Regions from separate parts of the Mus musculus genome. Here region 2 is linked to region 1. A link is a contact called in public HiChIP or PLAC-seq data. All regions are on one chromosome and are shown on one strand. Each heading gives the region's core, a stretch centred on a gene start, on an enhancer-like site or on the middle of the called end of the contact. The rest is flanking DNA. Distances are from core to core; before and after follow the strand shown. Region 1 has its middle 81 kb from the start of Gm40948. Region 2 overlaps Gm33116 (a long non-coding RNA gene).

Region 1 (4,289 bases), core at 1,109-3,608:
CCTTGCCTCTGCCCCATGCACACTCAGTGTGTGACTAGGAAGCAGCCAAGAGGAGCCCAAGAGGAGGACCAGAGACTGAGGTTGTACAATGTTACCACAACCTTGTGTGGCTGTGGAAAAGTCAAAAAGAAGACACCAAGACTGAAGGGAAGAAAGATAAGGCAGAGGCAGAAGGCAGCCACATCCTCAGAAAGAGACAGCAGCACTGTATGGATAGCGTGCATGCACAGCTTGAGCTGGTTCCTGTGCAGGGAAGGCTCGCCCAGTTCTGAAAAACCGCTGACACCATGTCACCAAATAACCACAACTCCTTGCACTGTGTGTGTGTGTGTGTGTGTGTGTGTGTGTGTGTCTATTTTTTTAAATCATGGTGGAGAGGGACAGGGGACATGGATCTCCTTCTCGTGGAACACTGGGCTCATGAGAGCAAACTGCTTTCAAATACTGCCCACCTATTCCCATGCCACCCAGCCTTCCTCAGGGCCAGAATTCCCTCCTGTGGACAAATTTGGTATGTGGGTGTGTGGGAATTCAATCCATACCATCCCTTGCCTCTTGAGTCAGGCCGGGAGCATTGATCTCGTGGTGACCCAGACATGTCTGAATCATGGCATCGTGGGTGTGATTTGGCTCCACGGGTCTCCCACTTTTCCACAGCTATGCTTGATTTTCAGAGTCTCAAAGGAGCCTTCCTTCCTCCCCTCAGGGAGGCTCAGACAGTAGATGCTTGCTAATCTCACCTCACACCTTCTGATGCAGTTTGGGTATCTACTCTCACCTTGTGCTCTAATGGGGCCACTGTAGCACTAGGCTGCAGAAATGTCTGGTAATGGTAAAGAAAAAAGCAGTATCCCTCCCCTAGAGCCATCCTCTATATACACCCTGGGTAGCAGCATGAATGGCTGGGAAATGCCCTCCCCAAAGGAGCTGCAGCTGACACTGAGCATGCTTGAAACAAGCTCGCTCCCCTTCCCCCATCCTTCATGTAAAGGATTGAGGGAATTTCCCAGCCAACTATAGAGTTGGTGAATTGGAAGCCCTCGTTCTGTACAGTCACAGGGCAGGGGAGATGGCTCGGTTAGTAATATGCTTGCCCTGAAATCATAAAGACCTGATCCTCATATTAAAATATGTATCTGTGTGTGGTGGTATCTTCTTGCAACCCCAGTTCTGGAGAGGCATAGACAGGCAGATCCCTGGGGCTTTCTGGCCAGACAAGCTAGCCTACTGGTAGAGTTCCAGTCCCATTAGAGATTTCATAAGAAAGAAAGAAAGAAAGAAAGAAAGAAAGAAAGAAAGAAAGAAAGAAAGAAAGAAAGAAAGAAAGGAAGGAAGGAAGGAAGGAAGAAAGGAAGGAGGGAGGGAGAAAGGGAGGCAGGGAGGGAGGGAGGGAATCAAAATATGTACTGACAAGATGACTCAGCACATAAAAATGTTTGCTGCAAAGTCTGATGACCAGAGTTCAATTCCTGGGACCAACATAATGGAAGGTAAGAATTGTTTCTCACAGAGCATTGGCCTTTGACATCCACAGGTAATTCGTTCCATGGCCTCATACACACACACACATACACATATGCATTCACACAGATGCACACACATATATATGTGCATACACATATACACACATAAATACAAGCACACTCACATAAATAAATACTCAAAATTTTAATACACACCAGCATGCAAGTGTGTGCACACACAAAGAAAAACCCAAACAAGTCACTAAGCCATTGACATGAAAGAAATACTTTATCTTTTTCTAAAGCATGTCAGATCTGGCTCCAAGCTCCCACCGGCTTGCCAAGGGTTGGGGTGGGGGTAGCTGGTTTCAGTTGTATCTTGCGGTTCCTTCTTAGCTTCTTGCAATGTTTGATGCTCACACTGTCCGAGAAAATGAGGTACCAAGCCACAGTTGGTTTCCCTTCAAAGCAGCACAGCCCCTCCCAGTCCCCACCAGAGAGCCTGCAATCAGAGTTGGCAGGCCTCCTGGAACTCCCCGAAGCTCCCAGGTTCTTTCCTGGATCCTAACGACACCCTCCTTGTATTGAGCACAACAGTGTAGTGAGATGCTCATGGCTCACTGATGGATGAGCCCAGGGTGTGTTTACAGGCCCTTCATTCACTGTCCTTCCTTCTCATCCCAGTCTTCAGAGCAGTAGGCCTGTCACGGCCACGCCCTCCTCCATCCTCTGCACTTCTAAATATACGGGCTGGCAATCTACAACTCATTCCTTTTGGGCACAATAAAATCGCCCTTAGATTTCCCAAAAAACTTTGCTATGTAAGTGATCTCTTCAAATAACCGGTTGCTCGTTCCACTCCCTGACTCACTACAAGAACGTGTCAAACTAACCAAGCTCGTTCCTCGTATTTATGAGTCACAGATGTGGACCAGAGAGATCCCGGGGGGTTGGAAGGGCCAGCTCCTAAGAGTCTTTGATGGTTAGGGAAAGTGGCTTCCATAGATGGTAGTTCAAACGTTTTGGAGATAAAAAAGCACACGTGGACCTACTCCAAGCCAAATGCTTTGCTCAGTTTCTCTGACTCCTTATAGCCAACTTGCAACAGGATGCCCGGAATAATCTAGAAAAACCTCTGCATGGAGCTAAAGGGAAATAATAGACTGGTCGTGTTTCCTGGCTATGAAAAAATATTTGAGAAATTCAACAGAGTAGGGAAAGTTTGTTTTGACATCTGGTTTCACAGTCTTCGGTTCACAGTAGGCTGGCCCTGCTGTGCCAGGACCCGTGGCAGAGTGGCTCATCACACCCAGAAATTCACAGAGGCCACTTACCTTATGGCATTCGATAATCAAAGGGAAGATCAAGAAGACATCGGAGTCACAGCCCCAGTGACCTAATGTCCCTCTACCAGGCCCTGCCTCCTGAACCCTCCTCCAACCTTCCAAAGGTCCCATCAGTGAAGGGACAAGCCCTTTATGTTTGGTCCTCCGTGGGACGTTCATGATGCAGTCGTTACAGAGTCAGTGCTATGCCTCAGGGGTAAGACTAGAAGCTGAGCCCTCCCTTCACTAGAGCAACGTCTGAAACGTCTCTGTGCCAAGGCTCTCCCATGCATCGTATCACCTCCTATCTGCTCGTATCAGGTTCCCCATAGGATCTCACAACAACCAGGAGAGCCTGCATCTAAAGGTGTGATACATGGGGTACTCCCGGTCATCCATCATTCTAGATAGCTGAGACTAAACAGTGTCTCCAGGGTCTATAAAGCGCTTGCCACGAAAACACAAGGACCTACGTTCAATCCCCAGAACCTGTGCTAAAAAGCCAAGTGTGGCTCTGTCCACGTGTAACCCCAGTGCTGCAGAGGTGGTGAGTGGGGCCTCTCCAGAGTTCGTGGGGCCACCCAGCCTAGCCCAATCAGCAAGTTCCAGGCCTGTGAGAAACCCTGTCTCAAAAACCAAGGTGGACAGTGTCCTGAGGAATTATGCCTGAGATTGACCTCTGACCTACACACACACACACATATACACACACGCATGCACATGCACGTGCATGCACACACTCACCCATACAGAGACTATACCTCTATATCCGCAACCTAAAAGAGTCAGAGTGTTTGTGCAAAGGCTGAGAGTCCCTCACACACCTGCCATGGTCATGTTTCTTGGATATGTGTTCCACGTTTTGACATTTCACAGTCCCTGGAATCAGCAATGCTCTGAGTCACACACAGCTTAATAGAGTCCCCAGTAGACACGGTACTCATTAATTGGTGCTTTGAGGACATCCACGGATTTGTCATTAATGTCAAATTTGTCATTACTACCTTTCCCCAGTAGAACGGTCAGTGGTGGTGCTAGCAGATTTGTGTTACACTCCACGTGGTAGAAGTCAGCCATGTGCACTGGAGAGCCAGGTTGGCCCGCATGCCGCTTAAAACTAACACTGTTCACTTTAAAACACTTGGAGGTCTTAAGTTCAACTGAAACTGAGTTCATAAAACCGTGAGATGTGTTTTTTCAAACAGATGACTGAAGTCCAATTCATTGTTTTTCATCAAGCATTTCTTCCTACTAAACAAAAGCATGCCTCATTTATTTCTCCTAAATGGAGAACAAATTATAAGTCTTGACCCTTGGGAAAGTAGGAGGAAGCCCACCAGTGCATCAACATATGGGTCCTTCCTTCCTGTGGGTCACCTGACCCTGGGAGGCCCCTGGCTCTCTCCCTCTTTCTCCAGAGGTCCTTCAGTTCAGCCTTTATTGACAGCCACATAGAGGGAAAGCCCTAGAAGGTCACATTGACCTTCCCTGCTAATCCTTG
Region 2 (4,289 bases), core at 719-3,218, 240 kb before region 1:
CCAATTGCAGGCATAGCCCACGCACCCACCTGCAGCCATAGCCCATGCACCCACCTGCAGGCATAGCCCATGAACCCACCTGCAGGCATAGCCCATGAACCCACCTGCAGGCTTAGCCCATGTACACACTTGCAATCCTATCTGCTCAACGTACTCTTGGTGATTGTATACACTAGCTTACCTCTATGGATCTGTTCTTCATGTATCCTGTGATTTCCTTTATTCTTTTGTTTCCTACCCCAATCTATTGACTCATACAGCCTTCTCATTTCTTCACTTTGAAGCCTCATTAATGGAATCCAGCCTATGGTGGTTGAATAAGAATGACTGCCCCCACCCCATAGACTCATATGTTTGAATGCTTAGTCATCACTGAGTAGAACTACTTGAGAGAGATTAGGAGGTGTGGCCTTGTTGGAGTAGGTGTGGCCTCGTGGAGGAAGTGTGTTACTGGGAGGTGGACTTTGAGGTTTCAAAAGCTGAAGCCAGGCCCAGTGGCTGGCTTGCTCTCTCTCTCTCTCTCTCTCTCTCTCTCTCTCTCTCTCTCTCTCTCTCTCTTCCTGATGTCTGTAGATCTGGATGTAGAACTCTCAGCTACTTCTCAAACACCATGTCTGCCTGTGTGCCACCATTCTTCCCATCATGTTGAAAATGGATTAAATCTCTGAAACTGTAAGCCAGCTCCAATTAAATGCTTTCTTTTATAAGAGTTGCTATAATCATGGTGCTTTTTTACAGCAATAGAACACTAAGACAGAAGTTGATATCAGTTGTCAGTTATTGCTATGACAAGCCTGACCATGCTGCTGGTGGCAAAGTGTGGAGTTTGGGACTTTGGGTTAGGAAAGCAGTTGAATGCTTTAAGTGGGGCTTAATAAGCTGTACTAGTCAGAATGTGGAAGACAGGGGTGCTGAGAGAAATCTAGATTGTTATGGCCCAGTTAAAGAGGTTCTAAAGGAGAAAAATACTAGTAAGTGATTTAGAGGCTGTTCTTGTAATATTTTGGTAATGAACATAGCTACTTTCTGCCCTTCTCCAAAAAATCTGCCTGAAGCCAAATTAAAGAGTTTTGGATTAATGTCATTGGCAGAGGAGATTTCAAGACAGCCTCGTATTGACTCTGTCATGTGGTTAATAACGGCCAGTCTTATGCAGATATAATAAAGGAGCTAGCTGAGCAAGAAAAAAAAAATAAAAATATGTAGAGTTTGAGGAGAAAGGGAGCACTAGGTCGAGTAATGGGTCAAGTAAGCTCAAGGAGATAAGAAGTTTCAAGGAAAGCCTGGTGCTAAAAGGATTCAAGGGAGTAGTGACCTCTGGGCAAGCAGAACAACTTGACAGCTTTGGACATGTGGTTCTAGCTGTAGAGTAAAGGACATAAGAAAGGTGTTTCCATGGCTATAGACAGCTACTGAGGCCAGGCATGTGTCAGGGCTATCCATGCATGGAGAGCCAGAAAGGCCATTCTGTGAAGTTGTGAAGGTGAAGTCTGGATTTGGTTAGAGACACCAAGATGCTGCAGATGCCAGAGCCATGAGATATCTGTTGAGGAGAGCCGTTAACAGGAAATAGAACTGTTCCCAAGAGAGAAACATGTGTTGTAGTCAACAAAGCTGAAAGGAGTTGGAGATCTGAAGAGTGAGTTGACATCAGACAAGAAAAGGCTGAATTTGCAGTTTTACCAGCAGGCTCTCAGTTTTGTTTCTGTCATTATCTTATTATGCTTCCTGTCCTCCCTTTTGGAATGATAATACATCCTGTGTCATTGTATGTCAGAAGAGACTTTCATCTTTGAACTTTTAAACAGGGTTAAGGCTGTTATAGATTAAAGGGACTTTTGAAGTTGGGCTGAATGTATTTTTTTTTTTTTTTTTGCATTATGATATGACTACGAGCCTATGGGGGAAGGGAGTGGAATGTGGTGGTTTGAATAAGGATGTCCCCCAGAGTGTTTGAATGCTTAGTCATTAGGGTGTGGAACTACTCAGGAGGGATTAGGAGATAGAGCCTTTGTTGGAGTAGGTACAGCATTGTTGTCCTGGAGATTGGTTTAGAGGTTTTAAAAGCCCAAGCCAGATCCAGTCTCTGTTTCTGTCTCTCTGTCTTTCTCTCTGCCTTTCTCTCTGTCTCTGTCTCTGTCTCTGTCTCTGTCTCTCTCTCTCTCTCTCTCTCTCTCTCTCTCTCTCTCTCTCTCTCTCTCTTGCCAATCTCCTCCTCTGCCTGAGGAGAGCCTGGTTTAGAATTCTCAGGTCTTCCTCAGCATCAGCCTGCCTACTGCCATGTTTCCTACTATAGTGAAAATAGAATGAATCTCTGAAATTGTAAGCAAGCTCCAGTTAATTATTTCTTCTCTAAAAGTCACCATGGCTATGACATCTCATCACAGCAATAGAACACTTACAAGACACAGCTAAACCCCGTTCTCTCCTATGATTTTATATCTGGGCATCCAACCAGACCTTTTCTGCTGAATTAATCCTGAGTGCCACCAACTCTCAATACCCTGGGTGTGCCTGAGTGGTCATCACCTGAGATGCTGGCTTCTTTTACTTCCAGACTTGAGCCATTTTACTTTTAGATATGGCTCTCAGAAGACTTCCCCACTTCCACAAGTCGAAGTTCACCCTCTCCAAACACTGTACCCCATGAAGTAAGTAGCCTTCATGGCTTTGCTGGCAAACTGTCTGGTCATCAACACCTCTGAGATTTTATATCACACCTGTTCACATGTGGCTCTCTTCTCCACATCCCAGATTATATCACTCTTGGAGTATTGTCTAAATTCCATATCTTCTGAAACCCTTCATGTCTCTAGAATATGTAGCTTGAGGAATGAAGATATACATACTCAGTGGCCCAGAGTGCCCAATGAAGGTCCATAGCTAACCAATCAAAATAGAGAGCGGTCAGCAATATCTCAGACCCCCTGCCAGCGGAGGGGGTGCTTCTGATGTGGATCTCTGGAACAAGGGAAAGAGAGACAGACAAACAGACAGACAGACACACACACACACACACAGAGAGAGAGAGAGAGAGAGAGAGAGAGAGAGAGAGAGAGAGAGAGAGAGACCGGGCCTGCCATAGGCATTTGGAAGCCTAGATTGGGATGTTACATAATCACAGATAAAGAGGGACAGATTTCCAACATGAATAAATAGCAACAATGACAAACATGTCTATTTTGATTTCCTGGGAAATATTGTCCTTTTTTGAAGTTTATTGTGTACTCACAGATGCACGCCCAAAGACATCTTTTTCAAGAGAATTTTTAGAGTACACTAAACAATGTCAAATTGAATACATTCTATTTTTGAATTCCTGCACCTAGCTGCAGTGGGAAAAAGCTTTCACATCTATCAGCAGGAATGTTCCAGATTCAACAAGCAATTCGGTGACTTTTTATGTGCATTGCTTTTTTTAGACCCCAGCTTACTATTTATGTGGTCAATGGAAACAGTGGTCAGCACTGAAGAGAAAACACCACATGGCAAACAGTGAAGAATTATGCCCGAGGAAGACTAGGCAAGCTTGTTGTCCTTCCCCCACTATAGAAGGGCATGGGCTCAATTTGTCTTTTTTTTCCCCCCCGAGACAGGATTTCTCTGTATAGCCCTGGCTGTTCTGGAACTCACTTTGTAGACCAGGCTGGCCTCAAACTCAGAAATCCACCTGCCTCTGCCTCCTGAGTGCTGGGATTAAAGGTGTGTGCCACCACGCCCGGCCCAAGTTGTCTCTTAATGTATAGGAACAAGTCACATAGGACATTGAAAATCCTCTTGCTTTACTCTGTTCTGTAGCTTAGACATGTATCAAAATTACACTATCAAATCCAAAACCTTGGTACTAAGAATCCAAGTGTCCAGTGTGCTTCTCTTTGCTGATATGAAAAAAACAAAACAAACAAACAAACAAACAAAAAAACAACCTGACTAAATTCACCTTGGGGAGGAAAGGATTTATTTCATCTTACATTTCCACATCATAGCCCCTTGTCCCAAGGGCATGAATCTAAAGGCAGAAACCAAGAAGAAATGCTGCATAATAGCTTGCTAAGTTTGCTTTCTTATATGACTCAATACTACATTAATCATCAGCCAAGAAAATGCCCTTACAGACTTGTCCACAAGCCAATCTGATGGAGGAAATTTCTCAATTGAACTTTCCTTTTCTCAGGAAACTCTAGTTTATGTCAAGTTGACAAAAACTAACCAGCACACCAAGGGATACTCTTTCACAGAGTTCTTAACTCAACCCATCAAGTAAGTAGAAACAAGTCCTTGTAGCTCAG

Evidence for each region. HiChIP or PLAC-seq counts read pairs in DNA pulled down with a chosen protein or histone mark.
Region 2: an H3K27ac HiChIP or PLAC-seq map of embryonic fibroblasts shows a contact between it and region 1, with 17 read pairs. The contact joins two enhancer-like sites. A contact is called at or near these places in 2 of 15 datasets of contacts at CTCF or cohesin (the NIH/3T3 cell line and large pre-B cells), 2 of 484 Hi-C or Micro-C datasets (bone marrow-derived macrophages and embryonic fibroblasts), 2 of 115 datasets of contacts at active chromatin or transcription factors (embryonic fibroblasts and pancreatic cancer cells) and 1 of 9 other capture datasets (embryonic stem cells).

Annotation. Positions count from the first base shown.
Region 1 is chr13:52,000,065-52,004,353 of GRCm38.p6, reverse strand. No RefSeq gene overlaps it. Among named protein-coding and RNA genes, the nearest start is that of Gm40948, 81 kb to the left of the region's middle. Within about 2 kb of position 2,358, at least 48 of the 459 cell types and tissues checked have an H3K27ac peak or open chromatin away from gene starts, as enhancers often do. A contact at or near this core is called in embryonic fibroblasts and pancreatic cancer cells, where this site is marked.
Region 2 is chr13:52,239,635-52,243,923 of GRCm38.p6, reverse strand. The region is part of intron 3 of Gm33116 (a long non-coding RNA gene); the gene reads right to left. Among named protein-coding and RNA genes, the nearest start is that of Gm33116, 7.9 kb to the right of the region's middle. Within about 2 kb of position 1,968, at least 27 of the 459 cell types and tissues checked have an H3K27ac peak or open chromatin away from gene starts, as enhancers often do. A contact at or near this core is called in embryonic fibroblasts and pancreatic cancer cells, where this site is marked.